Regions from separate parts of the Rattus norvegicus genome. Here region 2 is linked to region 1. Evidence: chromatin contacts called from public Hi-C data. All regions are on one chromosome and are shown on one strand. The core of a region is the stretch at or near the end of the contact, and the rest is flanking DNA. Distances in the headings are between cores, read along the strand shown.

Evidence for each region. A called contact is a pair of places that touch in the nucleus more often than the background predicts.
Region 2: a Hi-C map of the A7r5 cell line shows a contact between it and region 1, with 4 times the contacts expected there. The contact joins the promoter of Pbx1 here to the enhancer-like site in region 1. A contact is called at or near these places in 9 of 12 Hi-C or Micro-C datasets (the A7r5 cell line, the Rat2 cell line, Schwann cells and 6 more) and 1 of 1 datasets of contacts at active chromatin or transcription factors (oligodendrocytes).

The regions. Positions count from the first base shown.
Region 1 is chr13:82,906,920-82,909,619 of GRCr8, reverse strand. All of the region lies in intron 2 of Pbx1 (PBX homeobox 1), which reads left to right. Among named protein-coding and RNA genes, the nearest start is that of Pbx1, 210 kb to the left of the region's middle. Within about 2 kb of position 1,404, at least 12 of the 93 cell types and tissues checked have an H3K27ac peak or open chromatin away from gene starts, as enhancers often do. A contact at or near this core is called in the A7r5 cell line, where this site is marked.
Region 2 is chr13:83,119,650-83,122,349 of GRCr8, reverse strand. It overlaps Pbx1 (PBX homeobox 1), which reads left to right and starts at 1,304. Exons shown (of 9, transcript NM_001134862.2): 1 at 1,304-1,888. The coding sequence starts at 1,698.

The sequences.
Region 1 (2,700 bases), core at 155-2,654:
GGGAACGTGTGAATGGGATCCATGCCCGTACATCCCTTGAGAAGTACAAGTCCTGTGACCAGAAGGGCCAGAAGTTAGCCCAGAGAAAAGACGGGAAAAACTTGGTAGGTCTCTAGAGAAAACTCCTAAACATAAATGCTCAAAATAGTAAAAACCATCCCCAAGAGTACCCTGTATTTTTGTTTTCATCTCCTGCCTTAAAACTTCACCCGCAGTGCACGTGTTGCGGCTCTGGGCCAAGTGGGAAGAAATGAGTGCATTTTCCAGTTCCTGGCTAGAGCACCCTTTGAAAATCAGGGCAGCCATGATACCATAAGAAACACTCCGTAAATATGCTCGCACTGAAACACTTGAAGACCTCACTATCTCGTTGTTGGAAGGAAGTTGACAAGTCCTTTTCTGATCCCATATGCTGTTTATATATACCTGCTCATTAATGAACCCAGGAAAATATTGCAAGGATTGAAAGATATCTTGTCTTCATACCAAATGGTGACACTTTAGGAGACCACTGACCCGAACAAACTCCTGTGTGATTCGAAGGGGACAATACCGTGTATCAGAGTGATTCCCAGATCTCCAGATTCTGTGCACTGGAATCCTCTGAAGAGGCCATTCTAGGCCAGCAGCCAGGAAGATTCCCGCTTGGTCCTCTACAGTCTGAGTTCCGACAGTGAACTCCGATAGGCTCTCTCCTGAGCCTATCCATCAACCGTTGTCTGGCAGCTGCCTGTAAATGCCGGATTGTGAAACTGGGGAAATCAAATGGTTAATCATTTCCATTTACTTGATAGACGACTCTTTAAAATAACTCACCAAGACAGCTTTTCATCAAAGACAGAAGAGGCTTGAGAACTGGGAGGGATGAGCGCCCATAAGTACAACCCCAAGCTTCAGGCTACTAAGGAATGGGAGATATGGGTCCCGACACGGTTTAGAAGAATCAGCGCCTAGCTTAGTCCTTTTCCTGCTGGAGGAGTGTCCACCAGTATGTGGATGATGACTGTGCCTGTCAGAAATGACACACCCTGAAAGGTCGGGGTGGTGGAGTAGTGGGGTGGCGGAGATCTACAAATCTGAAAGCAGCTGGTGTAATCTTAGGCCTCAGAGAAACCCTTCACAGATACTGGTCCTGTGCTTGGCTCTCCCTCACTCCAAAAGCCATTGCCTTAATGTCAGCATAGTCTTACTTGTTTAGAATGGTCACATTTGAAAGGCAGATCTTAGTTTTGGGAAATGGGTGTGGAAGAGATGGGAGAGAAAAAGCGTTCTCTCTGTACAACTTAGAACCGGAGGGGGGTGCACACACCAGGAACTAACTGCCTGGCCTAGAAGGGTGGCGGGACACAGATGCCTAAGATGCCGTAGTCCTACATCCTACTCGGCTGCGTGCACAAGAGCTCTGAAAGGACCTGAATAGATGCACGATACCTGAGTCATGAGATCATGCTGGGTCACCACTGGCTTCTAGGAGCTCACTCTCTTGGTGGCAGGAGCCTGCCTTATTTTTAGCAAAGTTACCCACCTTTATAATCTGTAAGTGTGCTAGCAGAGTTTGTGTTTATATTGCCAGGTGATGATGCAATTCAGTGTGCACAAAGGGTCCCAGGGGCTAAACATTTTCCAGTTTCTAAAAGTACAAGGGCAGACTACTCCTAGCTCCTCCACTGGCTTCAAAGTCCTGCCTGGCTTGGGGTTGGTAGCTCGTCTTGGAAAGACAGAACTCCAAACTGCTCCAGAGACTGTAAAAATCTAGCTTCTGCCTTGGTGCTTTGAAACCATGAAGAGGCTTTTTAGCCTTGTGTCTGTCCAGGGGTTATCTTTTCCAATGGTCTCTTTATCTGGCCCAGCTAAGCGAGTTTCAAGTTTTACTCCATACCCTGAAACAATGTCCTCTGCTAATATGCTCTCCTCCCCGTCTGCCCACATTTGGGAGCTCAAATCTGAGCAGATCCCAGTTCCCCAGCTCCATGGAGATGTTGGTGGCTGTTGGGACCCTTTAAACAAGTCCTCGGTGGGGAGAGAGTGCCCTCTAGTGGGCACCAGCAGGGAGCGGTTCCCGAGCTGTATTGCTCAGCCAAGGACAAAACAATCCTTTGCACAGCCCTCCCACTGGCTCTCTTGAATGTGCCTTTGGGTTTGGTTTGTTTTTCTCCTTGTGTGAAGAAAATAAATAAAGATTGAACCGCAGGTGGCCAGTTGTGAGAGCTGCTTCAACCAGGCTGTGACAATCTCCTTATCTCTGGAGTTTTAGCACAGGATTAACCCTAGGGCAAGTGATAACAGCAATGTGACTTCTGGTGCCTTCTAAAGACTGTGACAACCTCTGTGTAAATCACTTACCCGTCGTGACTGGTCTCTGTCTTTATTGGAATGGGAGGGGGTGATTTGTGGGTAGGAAACTCCTTCTTTAAGAATTATTACCTAAACCGGGATAAATACCTTGGTGTTAGGTACAGCCAGTGGGGCTGTTAGAACCCTGGATGCACCAGCATGCACAGGCATGGGGACCCTTTAAAGCCCAGTTTCACGGAAAGCTCTTGGGCAGGAGATGGAATGGGAAGAAGGGAGGGGTGCCGGGCACCCATCAGGGAGGCGGCAACCTGATCATATGTGATGGCTGCTGGATTAGGTAACAGCTCGGTTGGTTGAAATTGGATCTTGGAGGACGAGTGTTAACATCTCCGGTGTCCCAGTGAA
Region 2 (2,700 bases), core at 55-2,554, 210 kb before region 1:
ATACAATAACTCAAGTAAATTACTTTGTGCATAGTAGGCATTCAATAAATGTCAGTTTCCTTCTTTTCCCTGTTATTAATGCTTATTAGACTATATTAAAAACTAGAACCAGACTGTGATAATGCAGTCCCTTATTAAGTGTTTAAGCCAAATAACCAACTTCCCTCGCGGGGGAAGAGAATTGTTGAATTCGTTTCTTTTGGTAAACTTATTTATTGGTATTTTTCTTGAGTTTTATTTGGTTTCAAAGTCCACACTTTAGCTAGTGTCTATGCCACAAAAATGACAATTCATATTCTCTTTGCGGGCATAGAGTTGAGGTTTTGCAAATTACTTACTATCTCGACTTTCACCTATTAGAGATCATTATTCATTATCTTAGCAGCTCGATTTTATTTACTAACTACGTCATATAACAAAGTTTTGCTCTCAACAGTTTCCCCGAGGTCTAAGATTTCAGAGAACCAAGTTTACTACCGCAGCGTCACCGCGTAGACGAACGAGGGGTGGGGCGGAGGGATCCACACGGTCTGTGTGCTTTCGTGTTAATTTTACAGTCTTGCGTTTAAGTGGAGCCACGTTTTCCTCAAGGACGCAGCCTAAGCAGACAAGAGCCGGAGCTAAGGTCTCTCTGCGCCTTTAAGAACTGGAGACTGGGTCGTGGCTCCGCCCCCTTCCCGGCCCACCTCTGAACTCTGATTGACAAGACTCCCGGGCTAGGAGGAGCTGAAGGAGGCCGAGGAGGCGGCGTAGGGTGGAAAGTAGGTGGAGGAGGAGCCCATTTTCCGGACTGGCCAATCAGAGAGGGGGGCGGGGCTCAGAATCCCTCCTCCCTCCTCTGACCCCCGCCTCCTGGCCTCTCCGCCCCCTCCCCCCTTCCCTCGGCCCCCTCCCCTCTCCTCCTTCTCCTCCTCCTCCTCCTTCTCCTCCTCCTCCTCCTCCTTCTCCTCCTCCACCTCCTCCTCCTCCTCCTTCTCCTCCTCCTCCTCTCAGGCTGTGGTTTTTCTGTATATGTTTCTGGAGTCCTGAGCCTGGGCTAAACAAAAGCAGGAGGCTGACGGGGCTGCTGGAGTTTGCAGAGACACGGAGGAGGAGAGAGCTTGGGTTTTGCCTGCCGCCACGGCTGGGGGAGATCTGGCTTCTGCTACAGCCCACCCCCTTTGAGATCACTCTGGCCCGGAGTGGGGGTGGGGGGCAGCGGGGGGTGGGGGGGAAAGTTTGCATTGCAATCCCCCTGCCTTCCTCTCCTTTCTCCCGATCAATGCATATTTGCAAACGGATTAAGCCACAGATTTAAGCGTCGGGAGCCCATTTCTGCCTTGCACAGGAGATCGGACTGAAAAACCCAAAGGCAGCTCTGATTTCTTTTCGCCAAGTGGGAAGGTGGTTTATTTTTCTTGCTTTTTTGGAGTCAACACCCTTCCCCACCAGCCCTTATCCCCACCCTCACCCCGCAACCCCTTCACGCCCCCTCCCCCTCCCCATCCTCCCACCATCCTCTAAAGAGGCAAAGAGATTTTTTTTTTCCCTTTTGGTCTTCTTCTTCTTCTTCTTCTTCTTTTTTTTTTTAAACCCTGGTCCCTGTTTATCCTGAAAAGGATTTGAAGACAGCTTGAAGGATAAAAAGCCTCGGTGCTTCCCAGGCGCCGAGCCGAGGAGCCGAAGAGGAAGAGCCGGGGCTGCCGGAGCCTTCAGAGATGGACGAGCAGCCGAGGCTGATGCATTCCCACGCTGGGGTCGGGATGGCCGGACACCCCGGCCTGTCCCAGCACTTGCAGGATGGGGCCGGAGGGACCGAGGGGGAGGGCGGGAGGAAGCAGGACATCGGGGACATTTTACAGCAAATTATGACCATCACAGACCAGAGTTTGGATGAAGCGCAGGCCAGGTGAGATGGAGGCTTTTCTTTGCCTTTCTTGTTTTTTTTTTTTTTTTTTCCCTCCCTCTCGCAGGGGGAAACAATGGGAACTGAATCACCACAGCGCTTTCTTTTAAAATGTTGTTTCTTTCCTCATTTTGACAAGCAACTCTATGGCGGAGGAGTAAAATTTAAAGAAGCGTTGTTATCGAAAGTGTGATCGCCCGTGCCGAGATATGGCTGTGTGTAGATATTGTGCGTGTGTGTCTGTTAGAGGTTTTTTGTATGAATGCACAAAAACACGCAGCCACGCCGAAAATACTGCCAACTAATCCGAAAGCGGCCCTCGGCACTTTTTTACAGCTTTAAAAAAGTGTACGAAGGAAGCAGAATTGTCAAGTTCCGAGCGGCATTCCATGCCTTCGGTAGTTGAGGGACTTCGGAACATGACAAAATAAAAAATGTCCCAAGAACACTTTATTTGCAGATTCCACTGACTCCTAAGCTAATTCAGCAAGTTTGATTTTTTTTCTCTCCTTCTTCACTTACCCTTCTGTAATAGTAATTATTATTATTTGGTCTTTTCTTTTTTTTTTTCTTTTTTTCCTCACTCCCCACCCCAAACAAACAAGCGAACAAAAAAGGAAGGTAGCTCTGTGTTAGTAGATGTCAGATAGTAAGAAAATACCTTGCAGTCACTCCGTTCTGTTTTTAGAAAAAGGAAATAGGAAGAAAGGAAAGACAATTTTGCCTTTTTGAGGGCTGTTTGTTAGTTTTAAGAGACTCCGATTTTTAGGTTAACTTTATTGTCTCTTATTTGAGTTGCTCGCCTCACCTTCCCC